Regions from separate parts of the Sus scrofa genome. Here region 2 is linked to region 1. A link is a contact called in public Hi-C data. All regions are on one chromosome and are shown on one strand. The core of a region is the stretch at or near the end of the contact, and the rest is flanking DNA. Distances in the headings are between cores, read along the strand shown.

Region 1 (2,700 bases), core at 74-2,573:
GACTTAGCATAATGTTTTCAAGGGTCATCCATAGGCTAGTATATGTCAGCACTGCATTCCTTTTTATTGCTGAGTAATATTCTGCTGTATGGATAGATCATGTTTTGTCTAACCATTCATCAGTTGGTGAACATTTAAGTTGTTTTACCTTTTTGGCCATTAAGAATAATGTTGCTAGGTACAAGATTTTGTGTGGATATGTTTTCATGTCTCTAGGGTGTATACTAGGAGTAGAATTGCTGGGTCATATGGTAACTCTGTTTAACAATTGAGGAATTGGGAGTTCCTGTTGTGGCTCAGTGGTTAACTAGGAACCATAACGTTGCAGGTTCGATCCCTGGCCTCGCTCAGTGGGTTGGGGATCCGGTGTTGCCATGAGCTGTGGTGTAGGTGGCAGACGTGGCTTGGATCCCGCGTTGCTCTGGCTGTGGCATAGGCCGGCAGCTGAAGTTCCGACTGGACTCCTAGCCTGGGAACCTCCATATGCCAGAGGTGCAGCCCTAAAAAGACCAAAAAAACCAAAAACAAACAAAAAAACAAACAATTGAGGAACCACCATTTTCCAAAGTGACTACATCAATTTACATTCCCACCAATAGTATATGGGTTCCAGTTTCTCAATATCCTTGCCTATACCTGTTATTGATTTCTTGATAATTGCCATTCTAGTGGGTATAAAGTTAAATCTCTTTGTAGTTTTGATTTGCACTTCCCTGATGGCTAATTATGTTGAACATTTTCTCATGTGCTTACTGGTCATTGGTATATGGTCTTCAAAGAAATATCTGTAGAAACATTCTGCCCATTAAAAAAATAGATTACTTATATTTTACATTTATTTTTAGGAGTTCTTTGCATGCCCCAGATACAAATGAGTCTCCTTAATTTTTGAGGAACTTCATCAAAAAATGTATAAGGTAAATCAAAATATCTTGTGTCAGTACCCAAAACTGAGATGCACACATATATGAACAAGTAAATATAAGGTACAATTCTTTCATCTTTTAGCAAGAAAAGCTCCTCATTACTTGCAATAAGAAACATTCAAAGAGCGTAAAAATGTACAAAAGAATGTGCAAAATATACAATAACTGGAAACAGTTAAGCAAAATGATAATTATGAAGCATTCTCCATGACCTTGGATAATTCTATGATACACTAAGTGAAAACGTGTGCATGCACACACACAGTGTAGTTTCAACTAGTTTAAAAAATATATACGTAGGAAAAGTCAAGAAAAAAATATGCCAGGATCCTAATCATATTAGCGCATGGGAATGATATTTCCCCATGCTTTTCAGTTATCTACAGTAAGCATGAATTTCTTTTCTAATCAGACATTTGAAGGGTGGGGGTGAGGCTGTCTTAGCAGTAGCACACAGAAAAGTAAAACTAAAATTATATACTGTCTTTACTGTCAAATTCTGATGATCTTGGAAGTTCTTCATGGCACTGTGTTCTATCTTTTTGAGTAATGCCAGTAAGCTAGTCATCTTACCTACAAAATCCCACAGCCATTTATCTTGGACTGTATTCCTCCAAAAGTTTAAGATACTTCTCAGAGAGGAGCTTGGCACCGTGAAACATATTTCCATGGTATTAAACAATATCTTACAGTGTGAACACATCCCTCCATTTTGAAATATCTGAAATCCTGATCAAGAACAATTTTCTGTGCTTATTTTTTGTTTGTTTGCTTGCTTCATGTATTATTGCAAGAGAGGCCCATAAAGCTTTATTTTGTACCACCGTAACTCTGTGCAGCTTCTTTTTTCTTAGAGGCCAGGGATATTCCCATAATGTAGGCAGGCCGTGGGTCTCTGGCCACAGTTCTTGCAACTGCTATCATTTCAAGACAAACCACTAATTGCTGAGGAATTCGCTGGGAGCTAAAAAAGAACTTTTCTTCACCGTATGCTTCTTGAGATCGCCAGCAGATTTCTCTTGTTCTCAAGCCCCAAGTTCTCATTATCCGCGACACTTTGCATTCCCCGCTCCCCACGTGAATGTATTTTAAGGCAAAACTACTTTTGCAAAACAAAATGTTCTGGTGGGTTTGGATCTGCAGCAAGAGAGTGATGTTGGCGCCGAGCTGTGGACACATGTCCAGAACTGCTGTGTGTAAATGTGATAGCAATTTTGCTAAAAATAAGGACTTTTCTTTGCAATTTATAGAGGTATGGATAGAGGAGAAACTGGAGTTGTCCTTTAGTTTTCAAATGCCCTTTCATTTCCTGCTGTGCTGATGTTTCAAAGCCTCCACATGAATTAAAGTTCCAGTGAGATTTGCCATAGCGGTTTCTTGGGAATGTCCATAAATATTTTTTTGCTTTGGTTTTTGTTCTCAGCAGAAAGTGTTGCTTGTGATTATCCCTTTTCTAAATTATATCTCTTTTTAAGATCTGAAAAAATAAGCTTTTGTGTTTTTCAGGAAGCAAACAATTTTTCCCCCTGCCCTGCTCAGAGCCAGCGTTTTCAATTATTGATTCAACATGAAGGCAAGAGTGAATTTACCAACCCGGTCCTGGTTTAAGTAAACTTTTCTTACATTTTTTTTCCTATAAGTGATCCTTGTTTTAGCAGGTTAATTATTTTACCACATAAAGTAGTCACTGTTGTCAAATCAAGCTCAGGCTTCAGGACTTGCCGTGCCCTGGGACACTCAACTCCAGGCTTCAGCAACATTTACTAGTTTACTT
Region 2 (2,751 bases), core at 206-2,705, 44 kb before region 1:
ATGAGGAGGTTGCTAAGAGCTGGCTATTGATCAAATGTCAATACTGAGGAGGTGCAGCATTAAACACACATTCAGAAAAAAAAACAAAAATTGCCGCCACGCTGCAGTCCTGTTAATTCTGGAAGTTACTGGTTCCAGTGCTGGTGTTGAGACTTTTAGGAACTGCCCCCTTGTTCTTAAAAGAAAAGATGGGAACACTCGCTGTTTGTGGACTCTTAGATAATGACAGCCATAAAGTCCATTTCAACTTCCAGGGTTTTTTTTCCCCCCTTTGTTCTAACTTTAGGCTTCTCTGGTCAATCCATTTGTTGGCAACCAGAAACTAGATAGATGGAAGCAAAATACTCCGAGACAAGGTTTAGGGAATAGACACATTAAATGGGAGGAGTCAGTTAAGTAAAAAGGAGATTTGAGTAAATGATGGGCATTTTATGTACTTATCTTGGGGAAAATACAGTATGGAAAAACAAATGGATGGCTCGATGGGAATTTGCTTGGTTTACTGGGATAGAAAAAGAAAACTTTATTTTAAAAATTTTCCTTATTATTGAAGAATAGTTGATTTACAATGTTTCATCATGTTCTGTTGTACAACGAAGTGACCCAATCACACTCATCTTTCTGTGCTGTACAGAAAACCTCCTCTTTAAATGCTGTTTGAGTGTTGAAGTCTTTTGAAAAAGAACCATTCCCCTCCCAATATATTTCCCCAATAGTCCTCTACAATTATTGTAAGTATACTTTGCAAACCAATCCTAGATTATATAGAACCAAAAAACTTCAACTGTGCCTTGCACAGGACTTTCAAATTTTTCATTCTCTTCAAAAGATAACATCCTGAATGGTTTGCTGAGATGCTTTCCCGTTTTCCCTTAGATACCTATAGGCAAAAAACAGCAAAACATCTTATTTGCACTCTCCTAAAACTGCCTTCAGCCATGCCTCAGAAGGACTCAATTCGCTGAAGTGGACTTAGTGGTGGGGCCCAAGTTCCATAAATCCCAAGCGATGTTGATATTTGCAAAGTTATAGTATATGGGGCTCTCCACTGGCCACCTGGTTTCAGGTGATAAGGAAGATGACTAGGAAGAGTTAGGAAAGAGGCACAAAAGTTTGGGAATGAGTTGAAAGCAGCAACTAACTGCTTTTTCCCTCTCCCGTCTGCAGAAGTTCACTCCCTGTGTGAAGACCGGGTGCAGTCCCCTGAGGGGTCCCTGGCAGCGCCTGCCTCACTCCTCGGTCGCAGCAATTACTGGAGCACCCCACCTGCTCCGAAGCTCCTCCCAGCTTCGGATTGCTGGGCGCCGGCCACACCCCCCTTGCCGCCGAGGCCCCGCCCTGCAGCACGCGCCCTGTGCCGGCGCCCCGCCCCGGCGCCCCGCCCCGCCCACACGTGACAGCCCAGCCCTCCACGCGAGTTCGGATTGGCTCTCCCTTCCGAGGGGGTGGGTTCTAGCCTACAGCACTGCCCTGCAAGGCGGCTGCAGTTTTCAAACCTCAACTGTAAGCTCCGGTCTCCGTCTTCGTTGCCGTCGCCGGGAGCCACCTCACGGGGAGGTCGGGTCACAACTGTTGGCCGTTGTCCGGAAGAATAAAAGTGGGTCCTGCCACGTTCGGAGCTATCCGGCACCTCACCGGGATAGAACTGGAGCACGCGTCCTGTCGTGGCCACCGACGTGGGGCAGAACGGGAGCCCCCTTGGAGGGGGCGGCCGCGAAGGAACCTGCTGCGGCCCGAGCGGTCAGTGTCTTCCGCCTCGCGCGTCGCGGTCCTGCGAGGATTGGCGGGTGGGCTCGGGGCTGCGACTCCAGTCCCCTGAATCGGCCCCCTTTACCCATGGAACAGAGACCCCCCTAATGTGGGAGGGGTCCAGGGGAGGGAGGTCCAGGTGTTGTGGGCGGATCCAGGGTCCCCTCGGACCCCTAGCCTGGGGAAGATGGGCTCACACACCAACGCCCTTCAGGTGCCCCGACTGCTCCGAACCTCTCGCCGTGTTTCGGCTGAAGTTCTGCTTCCCGGATTCCCTCGGGTTCGGCGCCGGCGGCGACCGGTGGTCCTCCCAGTACCTTTCTCAGCCCAGCCCGAGGAGTTCGGCCCGTGTGTAGAGAGAGAGAGAGTGTGTGTGTGTGTGTGTGTGTGTGTGTGTGTGCGCGCGCGCTCGTGTGTCTGCGCGTGCTGTAGCCTGCCCGGCTCAGACTCTCCCCCGGGCGCGTCCCGCGGGGGCCCCCTTTGCGACCGGCTTACTTGCGTCCCTTCCACGTCGCGTCGACGTGGTCCTTCCTTCAGGTCCCTCCCGAGTTCACAGCTGTGATGGGGGTCACAGGACGTGTTCACGTCTGGACTCATGGGCACGTCCTGTTCACAGCTGACTTTCGTCTGGAAAAAGTTTGTGCTCATCTTGTGGGGCATTTTCAGTTACTGCTTGTCAACAGTTTTTTAAAGGTATTGAATAGAGAAGTCAAATTGCAGTCGTTTCAGTGGTCTTCGGCGATCTGATTTTATTTTGACACTATGTAAACCTCAAAGTGTACAACGACCCATCCTCAAACTATACAAACAACTATTTTGACAATTACCCAGCTCTTTGTTTTAATGTACGGAAAAGCATTTCATTTGAGTCCCCTCAGAGGGATAAGTGGAGACAAAGTTGAAAGAGACTTTATGGCAGCTGGTAGCTGACTTTAGTTCTTCTCATGTCTGGAATGGAATTAGAGGTACTTCAACATCACTTTGCCAATTGAAATTAAGAAA

Evidence for each region. A called contact is a pair of places that touch in the nucleus more often than the background predicts.
Region 2: a Hi-C map of fetal liver shows a contact between it and region 1, with 1.6 times the contacts expected there. The contact joins the promoter of STK17B here to the enhancer-like site in region 1. A contact is called at or near these places in 4 of 47 Hi-C or Micro-C datasets (embryonic fibroblasts, epiblast stem cells, fetal liver and 1 more) and 1 of 2 datasets of contacts at active chromatin or transcription factors (alveolar macrophages).

The regions. Positions count from the first base shown.
Region 1 is chr15:100,020,609-100,023,308 of Sscrofa11.1, reverse strand. No RefSeq gene overlaps it. Among named protein-coding and RNA genes, the nearest start is that of DNAH7, 35 kb to the right of the region's middle. Within about 2 kb of position 1,323, at least 3 of the 83 cell types and tissues checked have an H3K27ac peak or open chromatin away from gene starts, as enhancers often do. A contact at or near this core is called in fetal liver, where this site is marked.
Region 2 is chr15:100,065,001-100,067,751 of Sscrofa11.1, reverse strand. It overlaps STK17B (serine/threonine-protein kinase 17B), which reads left to right and starts at 1,455. Exons shown (of 8, transcript XM_021074823.1): 1 at 1,455-1,740. LOC102157527 (a long non-coding RNA gene) reads right to left here and starts at 2,073. Exons shown (of 2, transcript XR_002339022.1): 1 at 1,984-2,073; 2 at 972-1,771.